Linked DNA regions of Capsicum annuum: region 2 is linked to region 1. A link is a contact called in public Hi-C data. All regions are on one chromosome and are shown on one strand. Each heading gives the region's core, a stretch centred on a gene start, on an enhancer-like site or on the middle of the called end of the contact. The rest is flanking DNA. Distances are from core to core; before and after follow the strand shown.

What was found. Hi-C and Micro-C count contacts between places; a contact is called where the count stands out from the background.
Region 2: a Hi-C map of leaf shows a contact between it and region 1, with 3 times the contacts expected there. The contact joins the promoter of LOC107843598 here to the enhancer-like site in region 1. A contact is called at or near these places in 4 of 5 Hi-C or Micro-C datasets (bud, leaf and placenta).

The regions. Positions count from the first base shown.
Region 1 is chr10:206,005,721-206,011,142 of UCD10Xv1.1, forward strand. It overlaps the pseudogene LOC107843597. Among protein-coding and RNA genes, the nearest start is that of LOC124887636, 13 kb to the left of the region's middle. Within about 2 kb of position 3,076, at least 1 of the 5 cell types and tissues checked has an H3K27ac peak or open chromatin away from gene starts, as enhancers often do. A contact at or near this core is called in leaf, where this site is marked.
Region 2 is chr10:206,045,646-206,051,067 of UCD10Xv1.1, forward strand. LOC107843598 (protein fluG) reads left to right here and starts at 2,746. Exons shown (of 18, transcript XM_016687924.2): 1 at 2,746-2,991. The coding sequence starts at 2,827.

The sequences.
Region 1 (5,422 bases), core at 1,826-4,325:
TCTCCTTAACCGGGCCAAACTCCGTTACTACAGGTCTATCTTGATTTTGGATTAGCAATTCCCAAACATCGCTATCATAGGATGATATCCTCAGTGAAAGAACTCATGGCTATTGCTCCAATGAATAAGGTTGTTCATATTCTTAAATATACATTTAAATATTAGCTGACCTTGTTCAAAATATTTAACAAAGTGTATAGTACCTATCTTTCTAATTGAGGCAGCACATTGCCATATTCTTAGTTGACTACTCTTTCGGAACCTAACTAACTGCACCATTTAAAAAGTGGACAATTTCCTGTCTAATGTTTGGATATTAACAGGTTATGTTCAGCACCGATGGCTTCGCATTTGCTGAAAGCTTTTATTTAGGTTTGGCATGAATTGCTCTTATCTTTTATCTTTGGAGCATGACATCTCAAACTTTTGTACCTATTGCTTTTCAGAATATATTAGAAGTTTTTGATTCCGCCCATCTAAAAATAACTATTATAATTGTCTTGCTAAGAAGTGCAAGAACTTTTAACAGAATGTCATGTCCTTGCCCACACTTTGACAGCTTGCCAAATCACCTAGATGGCGTTTGGACAGTAGAACCATTTGAATGTGTCCATACCTTTGTCTGATATTAGATTACCCAATATCCTGAATGTGTTATACTCGCTAGGATATATCGATTACCTTTTTTAAAATTGTAAGGTCTGACTACAGTGTAGGATCTTTTTATCTGAGTAAGAGCACTATAGAAGGAAGAAAGGTATTCCAAAAATCTAATCCTAAGGTAAAATGATGTGTACAGACTTCTGATGACAGATAATGTTTAAAAATGTGCAAAAACATGTCTATGACACCGTCATTTTTCAGAATATGCCACAAATACATTCCATATAAAGCTTAAGTTAGGAGAGAGGGCACACTTTATTTAATTCTATCTTCATCGCGCCCCCTCACGTGCAGGCCTGGTTCTTTTTTCATGGGCCAATAATGTGGAAGTCCATTTTGATAACGGGTAGCAGTGAGATTTGTACCCAGGCTAAGCTCTCTGATACCATATTAAATTGTGAGATCATGTCATCTAAAAGCTTAAGTTCTTAGCGAGAGGCACACTTTTTTTTACTTAATTATATCTCAACAAAAATGTGTTGTGTACGTGTCCATTTCCTTGCTACCTGGTTGAATTATTTTATGGCTGGCAAATTTCAATTTGCCAATACAACAATATGCACCTTGAGTTACTCAGCTTGTATCTTCTTTCTAAATTTAATTGGTGTAATCTGGAATGATTTTCCATTCAGGTGCAAAGATAGCGCGTGAAGTGGTATTCTCAGTTCTACGCGATGCATGTATTGATGGTGATCTTTCAATTCCAGAAGCTCTTGCAGTGGTTAAACATATTTTTGCAGAAACTGCAAAGCAATTCTACAAGCTTAATGTTTCTTCAAGATACTCTGATGTAGAACCTCTCCATTTATCAACTTCCTTCAAGAAGGAACAGAACAGCCCCTTGACGGATGTTACACTTGTTCGCGTTATGTGAATAGATTTCTCTGGAATGCATAGATGTCGTGTAAGTTGTATCATCTGTTTTAAGATTACGAATTATTTTATGATATTCAAATGCCCGTGACAGTTTGTTCAGTTTGCTGAAACACAAATGGTTTGAAGTATTTTAATTATGTGTGTCAACCAAAAAGAAACCTTTTTTTGGCAATTAGCTTAAACTAAACATGGTGTAACTGGGGATACCATATCCTTGCATCATCTCAAAATACCTACACATGGACCTGAGGTTCTGACAAAAGATTTCGCACACCTTGGTCTTAGTAACCATATATTTTAAGTTGTAACCCATATTGATTGGAAAATGTAGTTAGGTCGCACATACATCTCAGCGTATATCCGCAGCACTCATCTTGTGGCTATGTTGGACTTTCGCAGCTTAAAATTGCCTTCCGTATGACATTGATAGTCTTATAGCAGTTCTATATAACTTTACCTTTCATTTTGGTAGGCATCCTCCTATCACAGAACAACCTGGTAGTCTTCTTTATTTCAACAATTCATTCTGTTCTCCTGGAACAACGAGCCTAACTATCTGAATTGTTTGCATTTAGAGATCACAATCCTATTTAATATCACTTCAACTTCACTCTTCTTATATTGACTAAACTGGTAACACATATATTCAATCTTACTTCTTCTTATTCATGTCAAGAATGGACCTCGGACCTAACTCAACCTCAAAGGCTAGCTCATGAGGTGAGGATTACCCAAGTCCATATAAGCAAACTACCAGTCCATGCCCCAATCAATGTGGGACTTTTTACCCACTCTAACACCACCACCACTACCACCCCTCACTCCCAGGGCCCAACTGTGTTGCTTAGCACATTCTTTACTAGAGCAGAGTACAAGTACGGACGCATTCTGTGTCTCCTACTACTGTTACACATGCTAATTACGACTCCTTCAAGGAATAGAGAAGCTCTCGGGCATACTGCTTAAATAATTTTCAGTGTGAGCATAAAGAAACAGGTGAAAGGTTGTCACTAAGAGATTTCAAAACACAAATTACGTCACAACTTTGCTATTTCATCTTACTTCAACTAGGAAATTGTCGCCTGTTAAAGTAAAGATATCCATTTTTTGGTGAAACCTGAAATATTGATTCTGTGAAACATCAACACTCAGATATCTTATATTAAGATTCAAGAAGCTTTCCGATATTTTTTCCACTCTTCACAAATATAGGATGTCGTACTATAATCACGTAGTTCGAAAGGTTTGGTGTTTGTTTTTCTTTATAAATTTTTATTTGGAATTGATAAGTTCATGAAATAAGACTTGGCATGGGGAGTGTTAAGAGTCCCACATCGGAAAAGGGACGGGCAATTGGTCTCCTCTTATTGACTTGGACAATCCTGCCCTCATGAGCTAGCTTTTGGGTTGAGTTACTCCCAAGATCCATTTCTTTACATGGTATCACAGCCCGTCTCATCCCAATTCTTTGTTCACTGGTGTTGGGCCCCCATATTATATTATTCATGCCTCAGTTAACAAGATCTGGATGCGCGGGGGAATGTTAAAGTGTCCCATCCTTCCCTCATGAGCTAGCTTTTGGTTTGAGTTTGGCCCAATGATCCATTTCTTTACAAAGAACCTAATAGACTATTTCAATATTTGCGTGAATGTGTTCTTGTTTCCTGTGGCGATTTGTAGAGTTACTATTACATTATTTGAACGTTTCTTCTCGGCTATGTTTTAAGGCGCTGTTGGTGCTTTTGAATTTGGAGGTTATCATAATTTGAAAGTTAACACAAGTAATGGTATTGGATATTCCGGATACCAAATATTGGCAATTATATGATGTTTTATTCTCATCATAGCAGTCATTCGTTGCTTTATTTTTCTACATGATGTGTGTTTCCCTGATCTGTCAAAGTGGACTGATTTTGTTCATTTCTTGTCATCACTTACAGGTTATTCCACAAGAGAGGTTCTATAGTTCTGTGAAAAAACATGGTTTAGGGTTAACTATTGAATGTATGGGAATGACTTCACTAAGTGACGATATCGCACAGGATACTTGGATTTCCCCTACTGGTAAGGTCAGAACTGTTCCGGATTTATCAACCAAATGCAGAGTCCCATGGTACTACTTGGAAACCTATGCATTAATGCTCGATATATTCCACTGTTTTAAGCTTACATGTGCAGTAGATTCTCCTTATATTTTCTATGGCAAGTCATATATGAGAAGATAAGGAAAGACCCCTCTTTAATTCATCCCATGTTCAGCAATGGAAATTTTAAACAATATTGAACTTCAAAAATTTTGTTTGATGTCTAGCTAACTGGAGCTAAAGGTCAGAACTCCTATGCGTTCACTTGCCACTAATGAGATAGAGGATAATTGGCATGGATCAGCTACAACAGAAGTTAATATAAATACAACGAAGTTGATTAGGATTTGAGATGACATTTCTGAATGGGCCGCAGCCTGGTGCACGAACCATCCTGCTTCACGCAGTTGCTGGGCAAGGGCGCACCCTAGGGGGTGTGACATAGGCATCCTACCCCAATGCAAGCTCCAGTGGCTATTTCCCCTTTCGAACCTGTGACCTATATAATACTTAGAGAGAACTTTACTGCTGCTCCAAGGCTCTCCTTCATAATATATCCAAATATAGTACTGAAATCACGTGGATAAAATAAAAGGTTAGAAAAACAGAATAATCTAGAGAAAATTTGAGTGTCGTTCACCCCAACAATATCTTCCCTTTTTTTCAAATTTGCTGAGTTCTAAATTTCTAGCTCTTGAAACTTTAAATCTGTTCTGTCAGACTATACATGTTTTCAATCGATCAAGGTTTCAATTATCACTTGCTGCGCTGCCTCCCCATTTTATCCCTTCCAATTTATGTGCTGTAGATTCCATCTAACTCAATGGAGGATGATCTGTCTTTTAAAGTAAGAAAAACTGATAAAGTTCTTTAATGAGTCGTGTGATATACGTTTGTATGGTTTTCTACTTTTTGGCATACTTCTGTTATACGGGCATGTCTTTCCCTTCCTTTAGTACGACTTTATTACTTCATAAAAAACGAGTATTATGATATACTTTGAGAATGTGTAGGATAAAGACAGAACATCAAACAAAAGTATTTTGTAGTTGATTTGTCTAAAATAAACATGTTGATATCGATCTTGTTCTTTGATCTATCTTATATTTGATAAACATATGGAACTTGGTGTGGAACCATTCAATTGAGTTACAGAGTTTCTCTGCGACTTGGTCTTGTTTTGTTGTTTCAAGGGCAGCAACATTTAATCATGTTTGTGTGCACTTTTTGATCCAGGGCAAAGCACCAGGAAATGGTTTTGGCTGACATGTTAACTGAACCTGGTAAACCATGGCAATATTGTCCAAGAGATGTACTTCGCAGGTTCTCTAAAATTCTAGAAGATGAATATGGCTTGGTATGTTTTAATATCTTTTGCTCATGAGTTGAAAACTCATTGATCTAACATATCTCTACATGTCCAGGTCATGACTGTAGGCGTTGAAGTCGAATTTTATATTCTGAAGACTGTATTAATGTATGTCAATAAAATTTCCCACAATGTTTTTTGTTAGGAGTTTCTCTTCTGTAATTTGTTGTTCTAACAATGTATAACTAAAATTACACAGCGATGGCAAAGAAGAAAAACGAATATTTGACAGGACCCCTTACTGCTCTACAGCAGCATTTGATGCTGCATCCTCAGTACTTGATGAGATTGTTGCTTCTCTGAAGTACTTGAATATCACAATTGAACAGGTAATATTCCATTTCCTTGAGCATTGTCTTGGGAATCTGATGTTTCTCGATTGGTTGCATGCAATACTGCAGCTATTAGGAAATTTTAGCAAGCATTTGCT
Region 2 (5,422 bases), core at 1,496-3,995, 40 kb after region 1:
TTTTATGAGTATTTTCTTATCGGTTAGACCGAAAATCAAATCGTTAATGACTAAAAATCAATAAAATGAAAATCGATAAAAAATATCTTATTGATTTGGCTATTGATTTAGCATATTTAGAAACCAAAAATCGATAAATCGAACTGTGGTTATTGGTTTAGCATACTTAAAAATAAAAAATTGATAAATTAAATCGAACCGATGGATGCATATCCTTAATATCTAGCCCCCATTGTTCTTAAAAATTTCCTCAAAATCAACATCTATACCTACTGGTTCAGATGGTATCTCATCTAGATTCACTCTATCAGCCTTTTGTTTTACTTGTTTTTCATTGTTAGACTGCCTAGATTGAAGCAACTCTTCATCAAAATCACTCAAATTTTTAGTGTTTTCATCAACATCATAAAGTGAATCACCATCAAAATCACTGATATCTAAATCTACTTCAGAATCAGATGTTTGAAGATGGTATGTGGACAAGTCATTAACTTGACCTTCCTGTAATTCTTCTAAAGATACCTTAGCTTTTCCTTTGTCTGTCCTATGAGGCTGATTTTCATTTATATACTCATCTTCATTAACATTCAATGGTTGACGTAAAAACACATCAGTCTTATCAATTTCAAAAGGGACTGGCACATCACCATTATAAAGTAGTAATAATGGTGGAATGACTGTCACATCAGCTCTAGACACACTAGATTTTTTTATTTTTCGAGGCTAATTTTTTTACAATTTCAATCTTATTTTCATCAAAAACAACTAAAGGTTCACTAATTTGGTAACAATATATACATCAACAAAATCCCGAGCTTTTAAACTGTTGGTAAATCTTAAAATATCAGCATCACTATTTAACATGTAACTCTTTTTGTTAACTCTACACCTTAAGGTTTCAACTTTTTCCACACCACATTCCAGTGATAACTTATGAAACAATTTTTTTCAGATCACAAATTCCATTTGCATATCTTAAAACAAGGTCTGACAGAAAACACCCTTATAGGTAAATTGAAGTGTTACTATTGTATCCATTTAGTTACAAAACCTGTACAATGACAAGATAACATATACAATTAGTCAATTATGTAGAAAACCCTAATTTTTAAAGAAGAAATAAATGAAAAAAAAATTCAATTCTAATTTTACCTAAAAAACTTTAGAATCCTATCGAAATCACAAAGTATGCCATTGAAGGCACAAAAATGCTACATATATGTCTAATAAAAGCATTAGACACCAAAAAAATGCAAAAGCCTCAAAATTTTCGATTTCAATATTGATTTTATCAAAAAAAATCTTAAAATCTAATCAAAATAACAAAACATGTCATTGAAGGCATAAAGTTGTTATATATAGGTCTAATAGGATCATTAAACACGAAAAAATATAAAAGCCCCCAAAAGATCAGTCACAATTATAATTTTACGAAAAAAATCCTAAATTCTAATTAAAATCTCAAAATATGCCATTAAAGGCATATCGCTACTACATATACTACCTACAATGCTATTAGACAAAATACAGAGCAAAATCCCCCAAAAAGTAGAAGAAAAAATTTGTGAATCGTAAAAACCCCTAAAACCTCTAAAATGAACTTCATTAACTCGAACAAAAGCTTGAAACAAACTCCAAAATTCTATACTAGCACAAAAGTTTAAACACTTACACTGATTTCAATAACCATAAACAACAATCGAGCAAAATCAGTTAATTTTGTGAAAATTAAAATAGAAACAAAGGGACAAAGTTGTACAAGGGTCTGAAATGACCTAAAAAATGGGTGTCCCTTAAGTATTTATATCCTGTACACGTAATTTCATATGTGGCAATTAATTTTAAAAATTTTAATGAAGTGTTTGTGATTGTGCAACAAGTTCAGATTAATAGATCGAAAAGGGATTTCAAAAAATGGTTTTAGATGAATTTAATGGTCTAGATAACAAATATATAAGTAGAAGTATTTACTTTATAAATCAGAACAAGATAAGAGTCTACCGAGCTACGCGAAAAAAATAATATATCTTCCTTGGTAGTTAAAATAAATAATTAGAAGGGGATTTAATTTTCTAATGATAAGTAAAATGATTACGCATATCTTAGTTTTTGGAGATAGTGAATTCCACGTGGTTAATAGTCACTCTTTATGAGTAAAATTAGTAATTGGCGCGACATTCACAGCACATCCAGACAAAAAGAGAAAGTTATTCACACTGGTTTGATATGCTGAATAAGAGATATTCTATTTTAAAATTAATTTAAAGATAAATTTATTCATATTTATTTAAAATAAAATCACAAAATAACTTATTTTGAAATTAATTATTTAGAATTATAGTGTTATTTTTATCTAATATTAAACATGAGATAATAATTGTAAAAACAAGTCCTTAAATAATTAATTTTGAGATAATTTTGCTATAACTAAACGAGCCCTTAGTTCCTTTCTATGTGTCATGGTTTTCTTTTTTTAAAGAGTTAAACAATATAAATTTTGATTAATATTTTAAAAATAAAATAAATTATTTTTTCGAATAAAAGAACAAAGTCCGTTTTTATCATTATATTAGTATAAAAAAGTGTAACTTAATTACTTTTCTTATAATTTTTAAATATTAATTTTAAATATTATATTAATTTAATTTTAAAAATTAATTGTTAAAAACTCAAGCATGATAATTATTCTAAATCGGATAGTTGCAGTAGGTGCGTGTATAGTAGTTATTATATATATGGACAAAGCCACTTAGCAAACATTTGCCAAAAGTATTGTATTAAAGTCCAAAACTTTGACTTACTCATTTTGTTGGGAAGAAGAAGGAAATGGAGAGATTTGAAGAGTTGAAAAAAGCAGTAGAGGGAGTGGAAATAGTGGATGCTCATGCTCATAATTTAGTGGCTATTGATTCTACTTTCCCTTTTATCAACTGCTTCTCTGAAGCTGATGGTGATGCCTTATCTCATGTACCCCATACCATCAACTTCAAGGTGTCACTTTTTTTTCACTCCCTCACTTTCAATTTGCTTCACGTAATTTTAGTTCGTTTTTAGTACTCTCGTTTAAAAAAGAATCATCTATTTTAACTTGGCACAGACTTACTATTGAATCTTGTAGCCGTAAACAAAATTTTTGTCAAATATATCAAAATAATCTTTAATCTTATGGTGTTAAACATGTGATGTGAAAAATTAAAATTAAAGTATTATAAAAAAAAATAACGGTCATTCTTTTTTAAATGAATTAAAAAGGAAAATACTTTATTCTTTTTTGAAACGGAGGTAGTAATTGCCACGTGACATGTTTTAAGGCCATCTTACTAAAGTGCATTTGGTACATTTGAGGTATTTTTAATTCAAGACCACATGAATAAAAAGTTTCTTTTTACTTTCTAAAAATTCTAGCATGTCAAAGTCAAAATAGGCCAAATAAATTAAAATGGGGGAAGTGTTTTCTTGATAGCCTATAGATACAAGAAGTTATATGTATGTGTTTATGAGTTTGGGTGTATGTATATTGTTAGAGTGGAGTTGATAAGAACTTGGATAATCATCATATCATGTGCTAGTTTTGGGGATTGAGTTAGACTTAAGTTTCTCATATCCTTATATGGTATTGAGGTTAGGTCCATTATCCTTGTTTGGACTCTCGGGCTCGTGGTCCATGCTTTAGTTGGTTCTAGACGTGAAGGGTGTTAGAGTGGGCTTATATGAACTTAGACAATTATCCCTCGTGAGCTAACTTTTAGAGTCAAGAAGGGTGTTAGAGTGGCTTATGTGGACTTAAGACAATTATCCCTCACGAGCTAACTTTTAGAATTGAGTTATACTTAAGTGTCGTATCTTTATTTGGTATTTCCTGTTTAGGCTCCCAGTCTATGCTCCAGTTGTGCCTTATGAAGGGGTGTTAGAGTGGATTTATATAGACTTGGGCAATCCTCCTTTCTGCACTAACTTTTGGGATTAAGTTAGGTCTAAATATCATATCTATATATGATATTAGAGTCGGGTCCATCCCTGTTTGGACTCCCGATCCGTACGCTAGTTGGGTCTGAGCGTGAAGGGAGTGTTAGAGTGGGCTTGTGAACTTTGACAATTCTTTGCTCATGAGTCATGATCTAGCTTTTGGATTTGAATTAGGTCCAAGATTCATTTCTTGATAGTGGAAGTAAGAATTCAAATGGATTTTGTTTTGTTGTTAAAACTATTCAACATATGTTTAAAATCGATTCTATTCCATCAGTTTCACTTTGTGATTTGTGAGAGTTTACTAGAGGGAAAAGGGAATATTTGTGTTCTTAATGGCAAAATGGGATTATTTTGATTAAAGAGCTTTTGGATTTGAGAGATGATAAATTTTTCTGTGGACTAAAATGGGACGTGTCATTGTAAGATGTGACAGGTTGAGCAAAGTGAATGTTTACCAAAAAAAGAAAAACAGGATTTTGTGTATGTATTATTACAGTTAAGAGCTAAAAACGGCAGCCCGGTGCACTTAAGCTTCCGCTATGCGGGGGGTTCGTGGAAGGGATGAACCACAAGGATTTATTATATGCAGCCTTACGCCACATTTCTGGAAGAGGCTGTTTCCACGGTTTGAACCCATGGCCTCCTGGTCACGCGATGACAACTTTACCGGTTACTCCAAGGCTCCCCTCCCCTTCTTTACAGTAAAGAGCTGAAGGAACATTTCTTGTTCTGTAGAAAAGACTATACTTTTTGTGTGAATCCAATTGTGTAGGCGTTCTTGAAAACTTGGAACTTATGAGACACCTCAAACGTAGGTTGTGGCACCATGTGAGTTGGATCACTTAGCCACGCTTCATAACTAGAAAAACGAGCATTGGTGGAAATACATGCCGCTCAGCCAAAGAAAGATGTTGGAGGGTTGACCAAAATGTGCACTAACGCTACATAGTGTCAGGTAGCTTTAGTATCACCACTTTATCAGAACAATTATATGATAAAGCAACTAGGTGGCCCTGGTGCATTGAATGCTTCTGCAAGTAGCATTTAGTGGTTTTCTGATCAATGAGAGATAATTTGCCTGGTTCTCCATTACTGCGAATGGGGTCTTGCTCTTCAAGTTATTGCCCCATCTCATTTATTGTGATATGTACTGCAGCATACATTTCAGGGAGAGGGAAGAGACTTAGAGGGCCCTATGGAGATTGTGGTATCTTTTACTTAAGCAATTAGCTCGCCTAAATGTACCCATTTCTTGTCTGTTATAAATGCATTTCTGGTTTCACATTGAACAAATTCTAGATGCTTAATAGACTTTTTCATGTTTGATATCTCATGCGTCACACTGGGGAATTTATTGGGTCAAATGGCATATATGTGGGACCGATAAGGGTAAACCAATTGTTAGCAATAATGTTTTACCTTTCCTGTACGCACAAAAGGGGTTCAATTTGTG